Regions from separate parts of the Mus musculus genome. Here region 2 is linked to region 1. Evidence: chromatin contacts called from public promoter capture Hi-C data. All regions are on one chromosome and are shown on one strand. Each heading gives the region's core, a stretch centred on a gene start, on an enhancer-like site or on the middle of the called end of the contact. The rest is flanking DNA. Distances are from core to core; before and after follow the strand shown. Region 1 holds the start of Ccdc9b (coiled-coil domain containing 9B). Region 2 holds the start of Bub1b (BUB1B, mitotic checkpoint serine/threonine kinase).

Evidence for each region. Promoter capture Hi-C pulls out the DNA fragments that hold promoters and counts their contacts.
Region 2: a promoter capture Hi-C map of pre-B cells shows a contact between it and region 1, with 4 times the contacts expected there. The contact joins the promoter of Bub1b here to the promoter of Ccdc9b in region 1. A contact is called at or near these places in 13 of 39 promoter capture datasets (the 3T3-L1 cell line, 3T3-L1-derived adipocytes, the HPC-7 cell line and 10 more), 2 of 115 datasets of contacts at active chromatin or transcription factors (the SCID.adh cell line and pancreatic cancer cells) and 3 of 9 other capture datasets (adipose tissue, liver and pancreatic islet).

The regions. Positions count from the first base shown.
Region 1 is chr2:118,758,839-118,766,074 of GRCm38.p6, forward strand. Ccdc9b (coiled-coil domain containing 9B) reads right to left here and starts at 3,823. Exons shown (of 11, transcript NM_001001982.2): 1 at 3,668-3,823; 2 at 2,807-2,920; 3 at 2,451-2,558; 4 at 1,688-1,843; 5 at 1,483-1,611; 6 at 670-869; 7 at 363-418. The coding sequence starts at 3,814.
Region 2 is chr2:118,596,406-118,603,232 of GRCm38.p6, forward strand. It overlaps Bub1b (BUB1B, mitotic checkpoint serine/threonine kinase), which reads left to right and starts at 1,806. Exons shown (of 23, transcript NM_009773.3): 1 at 1,806-2,056; 2 at 3,733-3,879. The coding sequence starts at 2,043.

The sequences.
Region 1 (7,236 bases), core at 2,573-5,072:
GACTCGGTCAGCTCGTTGGCCCCTAGGCTCTGTGTATGAAGAATCACCAGAAAGTCACAGGACTCCTCCCACAGCAAGCTCAGGAGGGCCGACAGGACTTTTACCCCACAAGGAATGACATCTGGAAAGACCTAGTTCGGCTCCCACTGAATCTAGCCCAAGCCGTAGCTCAGAAAACACTAGAGAGTGTGGGAGGGGAAGGAAGGACAGACTTTTTTTCCGTGTCCCTTTTCATCTTTGATGAAGAGACAGGGTAGTAGGATCCTAGACAAGACAAGAGGATCATGGGTTCTGGGCCAGCCTGGGCTAAGACTCTCCAAAAACAAACAAGGCACACGAGCATGAGGTGGGGATCAGCTCACCCTTCCTGCTGCCCATGGCCAGGTCCCTGTCCCTAGGCTTGTGGCAGTTCTGTGGCCTGTGTAGACAGAGAAGGGCATTACGTCACTCGTGGCAATGTGGGTAGAGGCTGCATCAGACTCCACCCAGACACTGTCTCCTCTAACCCCATAGCTCAGGGCAGCACAGAGTTGTGGTCCCAAGAAAGAGGCAGAGCACAAAACCCTGGGACCAGGGTCTGACGAAAAGTCTTTTCCCTCCAAGAGGCACCCATAGTTAGCCCTACCCAAGTCCCACAGTCACAGCAAGCTGCTCAGCCATGCCACCCACATGGACTTGGCTTTGTCCAGGTCCCACGGGCGGCTCCAGTCACCCTGTGGGTTTCTGTGCCGGGCAAGGCGGGCCAGGTCAATCTGCTCTCTCTCTTGTTTCCACTGCGTGTAGTCCCAGCTGGCCTCAGGGGACAGCCCCAAGGACTGTTGGGGAGGTGGACTTGAGACCACGCCTGGACTCCGGGGCTCCAGAACACCCTGCAAGGGGAAGACACTTAATATCATGGGGGAGAAGTAGAGAGAAGATTTGAATGGAGCTCCTCTCTCACGGTCTCTACTTCCCAGTACATAATTAGGTCTGTCTCGTCTCCAGCATGCTGTGCTTGCTGTGGACCTTTTGCACGCATCCACGTGTTCACTTCCAGTTTGAGACAGGTAATTTAACCTCTCTGAGTATTATGTCCTTATCTGTGAAAGGAGGCGTCCCTTTTCTTAGAGTTGTTGGTGTGGATAGACCAGACCGGCCCTAGATAGGAGGGGCACCCATAGGCGGTGAGCAAAATCAAGAACAATTACAAGGGGCTGCTGCCACCTAGAGGTCACAGCTGGCACATAGCCAGTCACCTACACATCCCTCTGACACCTTAGAGTCGAGTCATCGATCATATTATGGCTGGATAATATATCTGGCTTAATTATTTCTTACTGCAAGGCACACCCAAAGCGGATATTGGCCAGAGAAGGGGAAGAAGGTAAGAATTCTCACAGGTGGTGCCTAGGCCAGGTTTGCCCAGGCAAGGGACATACCTTACTTAGTTTCTCTGCCTTCTCCAAATAGGGATTGTGTCCCTACCCCTGCTTGAAGATGTACCTTCCCTGCTGAATCTGAGCTGGAAGTCATCTGCAAGGGTGCACGCCAGCTCCGGCCTCCTCCAGATGTCCCCTTTGCCCTTGGGCTCCGCGCTTGGGTCGTGGGTTTCTCACTTACTATCCTTTTGGCCTGGAGAAGGTATAGATGGGCATCATGGCTGAGCCAAGGGAGGGAGACCTGAGGTCTGGAAGTCTCAACTGCTCACCTTGGCTTTGTTTTCCATGGTGACAGCAAGTTCCACCCGGTGCCCCATGCTGAAAGTACCCGGTGCGTCTGCAGCATCTTCATCATCTGTCAGTGTGGTAGTCACTCCAGGTGAAAGGGGCGCCCTGGCCCAGTTTCTGCTGACCACCCTCTTCTCCTGCAGAGCGAGATGCCTGTGTCCTCAGGCCACATGGGTCATCCTGAGCAGAACCTGGGTGCTGGGTGCTGGGGGGAGGGGTTCCCTAGGTTTGGGTTCCAGCCCTAGGCCTCCCTGGAATGCCCGTGGCAAAGCTTGGCCCTTCAGGAGTTCACATGCCAATGGCATTAGTTATTCAGAGCTCAGAGCCAACAGAGGGATCCAAGATGCCACAAGGGCTTGTCATCTCTGAATCAAAAAAAAAAAAAAAAATCCAGAGTATGCAGACAATATGGCCTTATCTCTAAGACACTGATTCTTTTGCTTACAGCCCAGACTTCTCCCTCCTCTGCTTCCTGCAGGGTTTCGGCCTCAGGGTCTGGGGTAAGGAGAAGGCTGTGCTCTGCACATAGGGTTTACATGCAGAGCTGTAGGACTGGGAAAGTCTGTTCAAAGGTTTCTGTTTGGTAGCCTTTCATCTGTGGCCCTTTGGAGAAGATGGCAATAGCTTGGGAGGTCTGTTGTTGCTGGGAGACACCCAGAAAGGCAATTAGGAGAAATGGGATAGTGTTAACACCCCAGGCATGGTCCAGGCCTCAACCCTGCCTGTCTCCAAGGTGAGACTTACACCGGGAACCTGGCTGATGGTGACCGTGAGGCTGTCGGGTTGGAGGAGCCCTGGAGTGGTCACAGCCATGCCCCCCTGCTCCGCCTGCCGACGATCTTCCTCGATCTCCTGTGGGAGGGCCTGAAGTCAGCAAGGCCATGGCCCCCCAGGCTCACAGACACACAGACACTGACAGGCCTACACAGAAAAACACCAATGGGACACCAGGGGGCAGAGGCACCACATCACCAGTGCCCAAGACTTTGATGGGGGCATGGGCTAAGGCCCTCAGAGAGAACCCACTGTGTAAACAGCCTTTTGAAGGTAGCCAGGGACCCCAGCCACAGGAGTCCTCTCAGCCGACACAACACACTCACCTGGTACCTTCGTAGTAAGGCCTGGTTCTTCTTGCGCAAGGCAACTATCCTACGGTCCAGCTCGGCATCTTTTTCCTCATGCCGGCGCATTGTGGACTCGGCTTTGTGGGGCCCCTGTAGAAGGCATGGAACCCAATACAAGGAACGGATTTTAGCCCCAAGCTACAGCACCCAGGGTGAAAGAGGTTTCTTAGGAAGATGGTCTACAGAGGGCCAAACCCCACCCCAGTGAGGCCTGTCTGCCAGTTTGCCTACTGAGGGCTCAGGTCAGGGTTTCATACCCAGGGCCTCGGCTCCCAGCAGCAGGCTGCCCCTCCCCCTGGCTCCCCAGGGGGTTCTGCTGTGAGCACAGTCTGGAATGAGAGTTAAAAATGGCTCTGGCAGCCGAACCTGCCGTGACTGGGAAGCTGCCAGGGGATTCAGGAGGTCGAGGGGGGACACTTTGCCTCCCAAATCTAGAACCACACACACAGAGACAGGCTTTAGCTTGGTTCTGGCCTCCCAGGCACCGGACCCCACTCCCTAAGCCTGTGCCCAGTCCGAAGGAGAGAGCAGCTCCCACGGGCTCCGCGAGCCCTCCAGGTCTGAGCTGCTGACTGATGGGGCAGGAGAACAGCAGGCCCAGCTGGGAGCAACTCTGGGCCGAGCCATGCCTCTGCATCAAGATCTGCGGTTCTTCTCTGTCTGGCTGTGGGGTCTATGTTTTGCTCAGCGCCTTGCCCGGCCCACCACCTGCCTCCTCGTGGCTCTCTTTCTCCCAGGCCCAGCTGCCACCAGCTGTCCCCAGAATGTGGCTGCTTCGTAGCTTAGCTCCCTCCCATCCTCTAGAAGCCCCCCTGCCAAAGAGGAGGTGCCACTCACGGCCAAATGCATGGAAATACCAGGCGCTGAGAGAATTTCAAAACAGCTCCCGGGAGCCAGAGCTGGAGGGAAGCTGGAGCCACCAGAGCCGGCCCTGTCGGCCTCTCCCTGCCGGCTTCTGCTTCGCTGCTCAGCACAAGAGATCATGTTGTGATTACAAAAGAGCGCTCTGGGCTCCCAGCCAGGAACGCCTAGCCGCCACCCCCACCCTTCCACTCGCAGAGGGCGAGGACCGGGGCACCAGCAGCCGGCTGGTCTTGTCTAGCACATATCCCTGCCCTGCCTCAGTGTCCTCGCACAGGAGATCTAGGCACGAAGGGCCCACTTTCACCTGTGATCCTGAGCCCCAGTAAGACCCGCCCGCCTGTGTGTGCCCACAAATGGGATAGCTGGGTCTTCATCCCTCCCACTAGGAGAAAAAGGCAAGAGATGCAGGTTCCACACGATGGCTGACGGCCCTCCCTCGGGGCGTTTCTCTGCTTTCCTGCTGGCTGTCCAGTCAGCGCATTTAAGTCGTTAGATAAGAGTGAGAAACCTCCTCCCCAAGGCCATCTCACACCACCACAGACCCAAAATGCCACTCTCCCCCATTTGGTTTCTGAGCTGGAATGTGCTTTTCTCTGTACTCCAAGCATGGCCACTCCTGGAGGCCTAACTCTCTGGGTCTCCAGACCCCTACCATGCTAAAAGGAGCCTTTCTATGGGGTCCTTAACCCAGCAGAAGCTGGGAACAGTTAGCAGCCCTCTTCCCTTGGGATCCTCTCACAGAGCCCTTTCATCCTGACACTCCCAGGATAACATTTGCAGACTCTCAGATCCCAAGAAAGGACACAGACTCCTTCCCCAAGTAAGTATCTTCACACAGCCGAGGCCAGTCTCTGCCCAGGGGTGCCTAGGTCAGCTTCAGTTCTTATGTGGTCCTGACTTCCAGGCCTTGACATGAGTGTCACAAACTCTGGCATCCCCTATGTCCCTGACTGACCAGGCCTCAGATATTTCCCCTCACCATAATCTACCCCCACCCCGGTCTCTAGCCACCATGCTAAGGCCCTTTGCTGTCCAGGCTCTCGCCCCTGGCCCCACACCCCCATCTCTGCAGCTCCTGAGTTCCCATCCTGCTTGCAAATGCCACTGTGTACCCTCCTCCCTTCCTGCCGGATGTTCCCACTGAGTCAGACTCTTGTCTACTTTCCCAGCAACAGTGACGCACCCGAGCTCCTAGATCTCTCTCTCTCTCTGTCTCCCTCTCCGCTTTTGTCTACACACACATACACACACACACACACACACACACACACACACACACACACACACACACGTACAAGCACACACTTCCTCCACCTTCTCTGCACCCTGCCTCACAAATACTGCTGAGGTCAGCCTTATCCCAGAAACCTCCAGAAGTCCCAAGCTTCCCACTGTAACCGCCCCTGCTACACAGATCGCAGTCCGAGAGGGAGAGAGACCTAATGCAGCCCCCACTCTTTGTAATTTTAGTCCTTGATCAGGTTTAGAAAGGAGGGATGTAAACAGACTACAGAGACGAGGCCAGGTTTTTGTCCTTCTCAGCTTCCACTGCCAGCCAGTGTCAGAGCAGAGGGGTCAGGAGGCACAGGTAGACATCTGGCAACCCTGCAGATAGGATGACCCAGCCCCCTGTAAGAGCTTCAGGAAGATATCCTGAATGTAGACACAAAAGTTTCCCAGCCACCAGGCTGAAGTACCATGTACCCTGAACAGCTCCAAAGACAAGACTGAAGCTCCAGCTGCCGGCCACGTGTTTCCAAGTGTCACTCACAGCTTCTCACGCCCTTGAGCAGACCCCACAAAAACACGGTTTACCAGTCTGCTCTCCCACCGGACAGAGGCAGATTGCTATACTAAGTGCTCTGAGCTTCCCCCATTGCCTGGCCCAGTGCCCCCATGCCGTAAAGCCTCATTGCCTGCAGGATGAGTATGGAATTAGCCAGCACTACACTGTGTCACTGTGGGTACCTGTGCACAGGCTGTAACTGCCTTTCTGACCACTCAGATAGATGGACACAAGCTGAAGAAGGCAGGTGTGTCTCGACGGATCCCTGGAAGAGGGGAAATGCCGGGCTGTGGGAGGGGGCGGGGCTTGAGAATTTCCAGTTCGATATTTCCCAAACCAGGTGTCTTTTTCTCCAAGTCACCACTAGGGGGCAGAAGCATTCCAAAAGCTTGGCTGGCAATTGGAGTGGGGGTGGGGTTTCCTTCAGCCCCCTTTCTCACTATCATCTCCCAAGTCTAGCTCAATCCCACCTTCCAACTCCATCAGAACAGTCAGACTACACAGAGGTAAAAGCTTTATTTTATTGATGAGCCTGACAGGTGTTGTCTCTCATGCAGGCTACCTTACCTGTTTGTACTGCAGACGATACAAAAAGCCAGGGTGCTGGCCTTGCTGTCCCTAGGCCTCTTATTACAGCTACTCCACCAAAACAAGTTTGCTTGCGATGTCTCTCTATGCTCTCTCTTTCTCCTACTAGGGTTGGGCAGGATGACCTAGCCTGGTCTTGGATCACTGCTCTCCCCAGGTGACTCCCTGCACCTTCCCAGGTCACCTGCCAACTCGGGTGGCCACCACACCTTTAGGGCCTACGTCAGATGGACTTTATTGGTAGCATCTGGAAAGATACAGTTGGAGCCAACTTCAAGAACAGGATTGCTGGAAGTCCAAGCTTCTCTCTAGGGGACATCTGCCCAGGAGGAAAGGCTTAAGTCCATAGAGGTAGCGCTGCTCAGACCCTCTACCCCATTTCTGTCAGTGTGGACATCCCCACTGCTCTCCCCCACCCCCGCTCCTGTGGGAGACTGGTTGACTGAGTATAGTGTTTGGCCCTTGGCCTACTCCTCAGGCTCCGTCTAGGCAGAGGGAGATGGGATGGTGGATTCCAGTCTCCTTCCTCCTTACAGGCAATGGCTCTTATGTCTTTATAACACCAGGTGGCTATCCCTCAGTGAGTCATATGATGATAACATTCAAATACCTAGCAACATCCATATTTGGAATAGTATGTAGCCAGAGCAAGGTTCAGGCCGTTTTCCTCCTGCCTCAGGCAACTGCGCGGTGGTCATCTCCTCAGTTGAAGGAGTGCCTAAGGCTGCCTGCCTCCCTCAGTTCTGGGGTCTGAGTATGTCACAGTCATCTAGTGTGTGGACGAGGGATGACCTGAGGTGCCCCTTTAGTATCTTCTCTGGGTCTCTTTTCCTGTCTTCCACCCAACGTATCAAAGCCAGGCTCCTGCAGCACTGGTTCCAGACAGTCCCCCTGTGGCTGCTCCCTTTCCAGGCCCCAGGCCATTCTCTCGACCCCAGCACTAGGTGCTTCTGGGAACAGATCCTGTCCTTTGCCTGCCTGCAGATCCCAGAAGGCTGCTCCCACCCCAGTGCTTAGGAATGGCTCTTTGTTGGGGCTGAATCCTTAGAGGTCACTTGTGGGGAAATGTTGAAGAAGATAGACAAGGATAGGTTGGAGAAGGCAGCTCAAAGGACATTCTTTTCTGCTTGGCCTCAACACCACCCGCTCCTACAGTGGACATTCCTGT
Region 2 (6,827 bases), core at 556-3,055, 160 kb before region 1:
TCTAGTCTCCTATAACACGTATTGGTAACTTAAAACCCTGTCAGGAGCATCTCATCACTATTTAGCCCTGTTTTCTATATGATGGTTAGGAGAAAGTGGAGTATAATCTGGCACTTTTTGATGGGGCAGCATAGAGGTCCAAGAGTAGGGAGCTGGGTGAGGAAACTCACTGGATAATGGTGGAAATAGAGAGGTGGGAATCTACCACAGACACACACCTCAGTTGCTTCAGAACTTGATTTGTTCTGATGGGTAGATTGTGCCAACTCGTCCTTTCCCTCAGGTTCACTGTCTTCTGTAGAGAAATTCCCATGGCTCCCCTCTCTACTCCAGAGCCTAGTTGGAAGTTATATGCTCAAATGACTAATTTATCTGTTTCTGGTCTGGGTATCGACGCCCTGACATTCCTTGTTTGTTTGTATACCCCCGCCCCAACAAACGGAGAAAAATTTGACAGAATGGGCTATGTACACCTCTAAGGAGACGAGAGAGGGAGGGAAGATTGAGTCTTAAGGGAGAGGCAGTGCAGTAAGGAAGAGAGTGTAGTACAGGATACAGCAGTCCTGGAGAGCAGTGCAGTATTGTTGCGAGGGAGAGTAGAGCAGCACGGGAGGGAGAGGGAGGCAGGTTGAAAAGAGAACAAGCTGGACACAGGTAAAGACAGAATGAGCAAGAGATTGAGAAAGAGCCAGAAGATTAGGAAATAGAAAAGACTGCTAGAGTGAGTTTGAGGCCAAGCAGAGCAATTCAGGGGCTGGGAGAGAAGCCAGATTGAGTCAGTCAGCTGGGAGAGGAGTTTGAGCCAGAACAGCTGAGTTGAACCAGCCAGGTAGACTTCAGAAAGAACAAGAAAGGGTGAGCTTATTCAACAAAATTGAGAGGCTGACCTAGATTAGATCTTATGGAGGCTAGAATTTTCTAGGAGTGGATCTAGGTCAGCAGATGGAGGCAGTAAGCCCCTCAGACAACAATCACAACAGGAGAATAAAAGTTATTTTTATAGCCTGATCTACAGAGCGAGTTCCAGGATAGCCAAGGCTACACAGAGAACCCTTGTTTTGAAAAACAAAAACAAACAAAAAACAAAAGCAAACTTTTTATTGTGAAGTAAAGTTGCCCTGGATGGTCTTGAAGTCTTGGTCCTCACATCTCAGTCTCCAGAGTAGCTGAACTATAGGCCTGCATTACCAAGCCTTTAGCTCCAGTGAGACAGGCAAAGCGCTTACCCTGTTTGTATTCTGTGTTAGATCGTAGTTTACAGGACATCTGGTAGGCTGCATGAGAGAACAAATGGTACACTTCCAAGAGAATTTAAAGGAAGTTGGTCAAAGTTGAGAAGTTGTAGAGGTCAAAGGGCTTGCTGGGGAAAGGAAGTGCAGTGCTAAACCAGGTCTTGTGTAAAAGAGAAAAACGAGAACACAGTCTTTCCACAGGAAACAGCTGGGTGAGAGTGGCCTAAGGATCCCTGGACAGGTGTTAAGACCTGGGGCTCAGACAAGACCTAGGCGTAGCACAGTTAATTGTTCGGAGCAACCCAGAAGAGTAATGTACTCAAAGACACGTTATGAAACTGAAACCATCAAAGAACCTCTTGTTAATAAAGTGTCTCTCCCTGGGTTCGAAGGCTTGTCTTAGAAAGGAAACACAGAGCAAACTCGAAGTGCCTGAGCACGCTGCAGTGCTAGGACAACCATTGGTCCTTGCACCTCAAACCTGAAACTACAACTCCCATTGTGCATTGCGCAGCGCGTGCTTAAACCCGGGATACACTACAATCCCCAGAATGCTTTGGGAGGAGCGGGAGCGGGGAGCGGCGAGGCTACGTCTGCGTCAAGAGACGTTAAATTTGAAACTTGGCGGCCCGTGCGTGATGGGGGCGTGAGGAGGCTATTCTGAGAAGGAATCGGGTGCGTGGTTTTGTTTAGGAGCACGGGGTGACGATCTTCGCAGCTCCAGAGCCAGCTGAAGGTTGAGGGAGACTCAGTTAGCACTCGGAGGATAAAGGTCTGCGGAAGGGCGAGAGCAAGTATTGGGAATGCAGGATGGCGGAGGCGAGGTAAGGACCGGACGCAAATTGCTGCCGCTGGGTGCTCGGCTGGCGAGGGGAGGATCGAGGAGGTCGGCCAAGAGCAGGTCTCCCCAAACCCCCTTCCCAACGGCGTGGAGCCCTGCATCCAGCCAGGGGGCAAGACTGGGAGAGTTTGGAATTTGCCATATGATCTGGTTCTGAAACTCACCTCAGCCGTTTTTATTTGACCTTGAACATGTTTACGGAGGGGTGGGGGCACGCAGATATTAATGCTGCTTTATGGAGTTCTGGGAGGATTCAAGATGTTTGTAAAGTACCTGCTTTCAACTAATAAGTGTTCTCACTTTGCTAGCAGCTTAGGGATCTGAAGAGCAGAGCACTTGCAGCTTTTCCTCATCATAAAATATAGAGGGTTTTTCTAGGTTAGAATTTAAGATGCATTTCAATTATGGAACTTATAATAACTGGGTAATTGCTGTCATAAGCTGTCATTCATGGAAGAGAATTTATCGACTACCATTTTGAGCACTGAAGGCGAACAGTAAAAGACACAAAATCCCAACCTTTGTGAAGCTTAAGTTCTGGGGAGGAATGAATCGGGGTGTGTGTCGCGGATGGGCAATAAGACATGTTTAACATCAGATAGAATCAGTATTAACAAGTGTAAAGCAAGAGAAGACGGCATTGGAGGTAGAACTAGTGTGGTTTCAGAAGGGTTTGGACATGTAACTCAGGAAGGGCACTTGTTCAAGGTACATAAGGCCTTAGTTCATTACCCAGCAATGAGGCTTGGGGGTGGGGGAGTCGGGGCAGAGGGAGATTTGAACAGAGGCCTCCCTGATGAGATGGCACTTGGGTCTGAACTAGAAGGAACTAGTCACGGACAGGTGAGATGGCTCTGTGGATAGAGATAATTGCTAACCAAGACTGAGGACCTGTTTGGTCACCCCTCCCCCACCCCCGAAACCCCATGGTGGAAGGAGAGAAACAACTCTAAGGTTGTGGCCTGACTTACACACACACACACACACACACACACACACACACACGGCGGGGGGGGGGGGTGAGAATAAATACATTTTTGTTTTGTTTTGTTTTTTGTTTTTTTCGAGACAGGGTTTCCCCTTATAGCCCCGGCTGTCCTGGAACTCACTATGTAGACCAGGCTAACCTCGAACTCAGAAATCCGCCTGCCTCTGCCTCCTGAGTGCTGGGATTAAAGGCGTGTGCTACCATCACCCGGCTTGTTTTGTTTAGTTATGTTTTGTTTTATAAATACATTTTTTTTTTAAAAAAGAGCTAATCATGTACGTATTTAGAAACAGGAGTGGATGCTGCTACTGGTGTCTCATTGTCAGTGGGAACCCATGTCAGACATAAAGCTGCTAGTTTTCTGTTTTTTGTTTTTTTCTAAATTTAAGTTAACTTCGCTAAACTTAAGATGCTTTTAAAAATTATTTTTCCTAGCTTTAACTTTATTTGTACAATACTGTCACCAACACCCTTGCCATGTTCTCTCTTGTGTTGAGCATTTACTTGTAGAGCGTGGGATAGGCTCTGAAGCTGAAGAGAATGATGATGCTCCTGGCGAACCAGCTGCGTCCAACCCCAAAGAGCCAGAAATCCCCTCTCTGAAGATGTCATCACAGTACTGTGCTGTAACACTGTTGGCGTGGGCTTCATTTCTGTTTCCTTCTTCCCAGTGAAGCCATGTGCCTGGAGGGAGCAGAGTGGGAGCTGAGTAAAGAAAACATACAGCCCTTACGGCACGGGCGGGTCATGTCCACACTTCAGGGAGCTTTGGCAAAGCAAGAGTCAGCCGGCCACACTGCTCTGCAGCAGCAGAAACGGTATGTAGTGGAATGCTTTGTGTTCAGCTTGTAAGTCCCTGGTGTGATAGGCAGCATGGGGGTGAAGCTGCCGAAGGCCTACAGGCAGTGGCTCTCAACCTTCCTAACGCTGTGACCCTTTAATACAGTTCCTCATGTTGTGGTGACAACCCTTCCCCCCCAACCATAGCATACTTTGCTGCTTCATAACTGTAATTTTGCTACTGTTACGTATCTGTTGTATAAGAGATCTGATATGCAACCCTGTGTGAAGGTCCTTTGACTCCCAAAGCAGTTGCAGCCCACAGGCTGAGAACCACTGCCCTAAGGAATACTCTTCAGTGAGAGTATGGAAATCTGTTCTTCCGGTTTTCTGATTGCAAGCTTTCAATAGCATGAGATAGTATTTATTTCAGGCTAAAATGTAAAGTGTAACCATACTCATTGAATTAGATCTTTGAGAACCGTGCTTTTATGGTTTTGTTGTAGATGGTAGCATTCTGTTTTTGTTTTTGTGAGACTGGCTCTTTCTGGCTTAGAACTCACTGTGAAGTTCCAGGGTGGCCTTGAACTCAGAGAACCGCCTGCTTTTGCTTCCTGAGTGCTGGGATGACGCCATGTGCCACTGTGGCTTTATTTTATTCTTAGCGCTTGCTCTGGTGCCTGGAGCTTCGTCCTGCACTGGGCTCTCTACTTGTCTGACTCTCCTGCTGTCTGCTCCTGTCATGTCTCATCCCAGTCTCTGGCCTCACTTTTGCTTTTACAACGACCGTTGACGTCTCTTGCCTTCTCAGTGTCTCCTACTGTGATGTTGTAGACAGCCCGGAGCTTGAGAACATTCAGCTTATGATTGTAGGGCTCTGGGTGTGTGGAAATTATACTCATTTGATTGAAATCATACTCTGAAATGTGATCTTTTCAAGGATAATGGATGTGCAGGAGAGCTGCCTTGAGATGCTGGGCAGCTGCAGAGAGCCGTAGTACCCAGTGACCCTGAGTCTCTGGGGCTGAGCCATGTGCAGTGTGTTGTGTTGCTAAGTTGTGGCACCTGGCAGGATAGATGTAGCTAATGCTTTTTCACCTAGGCTGATTTCAGTGATGCTGGGTTCATCTGGATGTAATTCTGCTGTCAGAAAACAACGCTCTTCATTCCTAAATGGCCTTCCTTTTTCTATTTCCCTATTTTGGTTAATGTTACAAAACCTCATCTGCATGATTCTTATTCATTGCTCTCTCACCCCCATCCCCACTTTTAAAAAATTACTTATTTTCCATTATATGTATGTATGTGTGTGAGTATGTGTGACTACAAGTTCCCGAGGGGGTCAAAAGGGGCTTTGATCCCCCAGAGCTAGAGTTAAGGGCTGATGTGAGCTGCCCAGCGTGGTGTCCTCTGCAAGAACAGTGGGCTTGTAACCCTTGAGCCATCTCTCCAGCTCTTCAGGGACGGGGCCCCAGGGCCTACCACTGAGCTGTCCGCATAGTGCTGGGAATTTCTTTTGAGTATAATTTGGGTACCGTGATTGCTCAGATCTTTGAGTGTGCTGTAAGACAGTGAGTGCATCGCACCATAAGATCTTACTTTAGGAAGTTCCCTCATTCTCCTCAGTCCGTCTCCCCTCTTCGTGAAGTGCCTGCTGACTAGATAGAATTCTGTCAAGATAAGTTACTTTGGAGTTTTGTTGTTGGTTAGCGATAGGGTCTTGCTCTATAGCCTAGACTGGCTTCAACTTGTGAGTCACCTCCTGCAGTCTCGCAGATGATGGACTTGCGGGGCACGGGTGTGTCGTATGTGGCTCCTTCCTGCAGCGGAAGTGTTGAGTACTTCTCTGTCGCACGTGTCAGCGTCCCTTTCTCTCACAGCTGAGTGAGTACTCTACCACACACCAGATGCTGGACAGTAGGCTCGGTCTTTTGTTCTTTGAAAATCAAGTCAGTGGGTATTTGACGAGGCTTTTTGTGGACATACTTCCCACCACCACCACCCTTGGAATGCAATTGCTGGGTCATGGAGTACCTTAAATCCAGAGCCATAACGGCAGGTGATGATCTACCAGATAATTCCTCTTTTCTCTAGGCTATTATGATTGCCTCCCAGTTCCTACCTCCATTTTGGCTTCTTAAAACCTGTACTATCAGTTCTTGGCAGGAGCCATGCCCGGTTTATATTGTTGTTGTTGTTGTTGTTGTTGTTGTTGTTTTCTCATGTGTATACTTGGCCTTTTTTAAATTAGAGGTGTAATTCTTTCGTGTCAGGACGATTTTATTTGTTTATCTGTTGTTTTTGGAAAGAACTTCTCCAAGTATCCTAGGCTGGCCTTGAACTCACTGTGGTATCCAGACTGGCCTTAAACTTTCAGCCTCTCTTGTGCAGCAATTACAATTATAGACATATGACACCTTGGCTATTTTATTACTATTTTAAAGGGCTTTCCTTTTGTTTGTTGATTGGTTGGTTGGTTTTGGTTTTTTTGAGACATTTTTTTTTCTCTCTCTTTCTGTAGCCTTGGCTGTCCTGGAACTTGCTCTGTAGACCAAGATGGTCTCAAGCTCACAAAGAAAGATGGGATTAAAGGCTTGAACCCACCACTACACCCAGATTAAAGTTTTCTTTACAATACTTACTATATATATATATATTTTTTTACTTGACACTTTCATATGTTTATATAATTATCTTGGTAATTTTCACACCCTCCCTTTTCCCCTCTTATTCCCCTCTGATTCCCGCCCAACTCTTCTTTATTCCCAACAAGAACCATCCCTATTTTCATATCATTTTTGTTGTTTTGTTGGGTTGTAGGTTTGTGTGTGTGTGTGTGTGTGTGTGTGTGTGTGTGTGTCCCACTGAGTTGAACTAGGGTTGCTTCCATGAATCATGGGTTACTCTCCTACCATGTGGGTTCTGGGATCCCACTCATGTCCTCAGGCCTTGCCGTGAGCACCTTTGCCCACTGAGCCATCTTTCT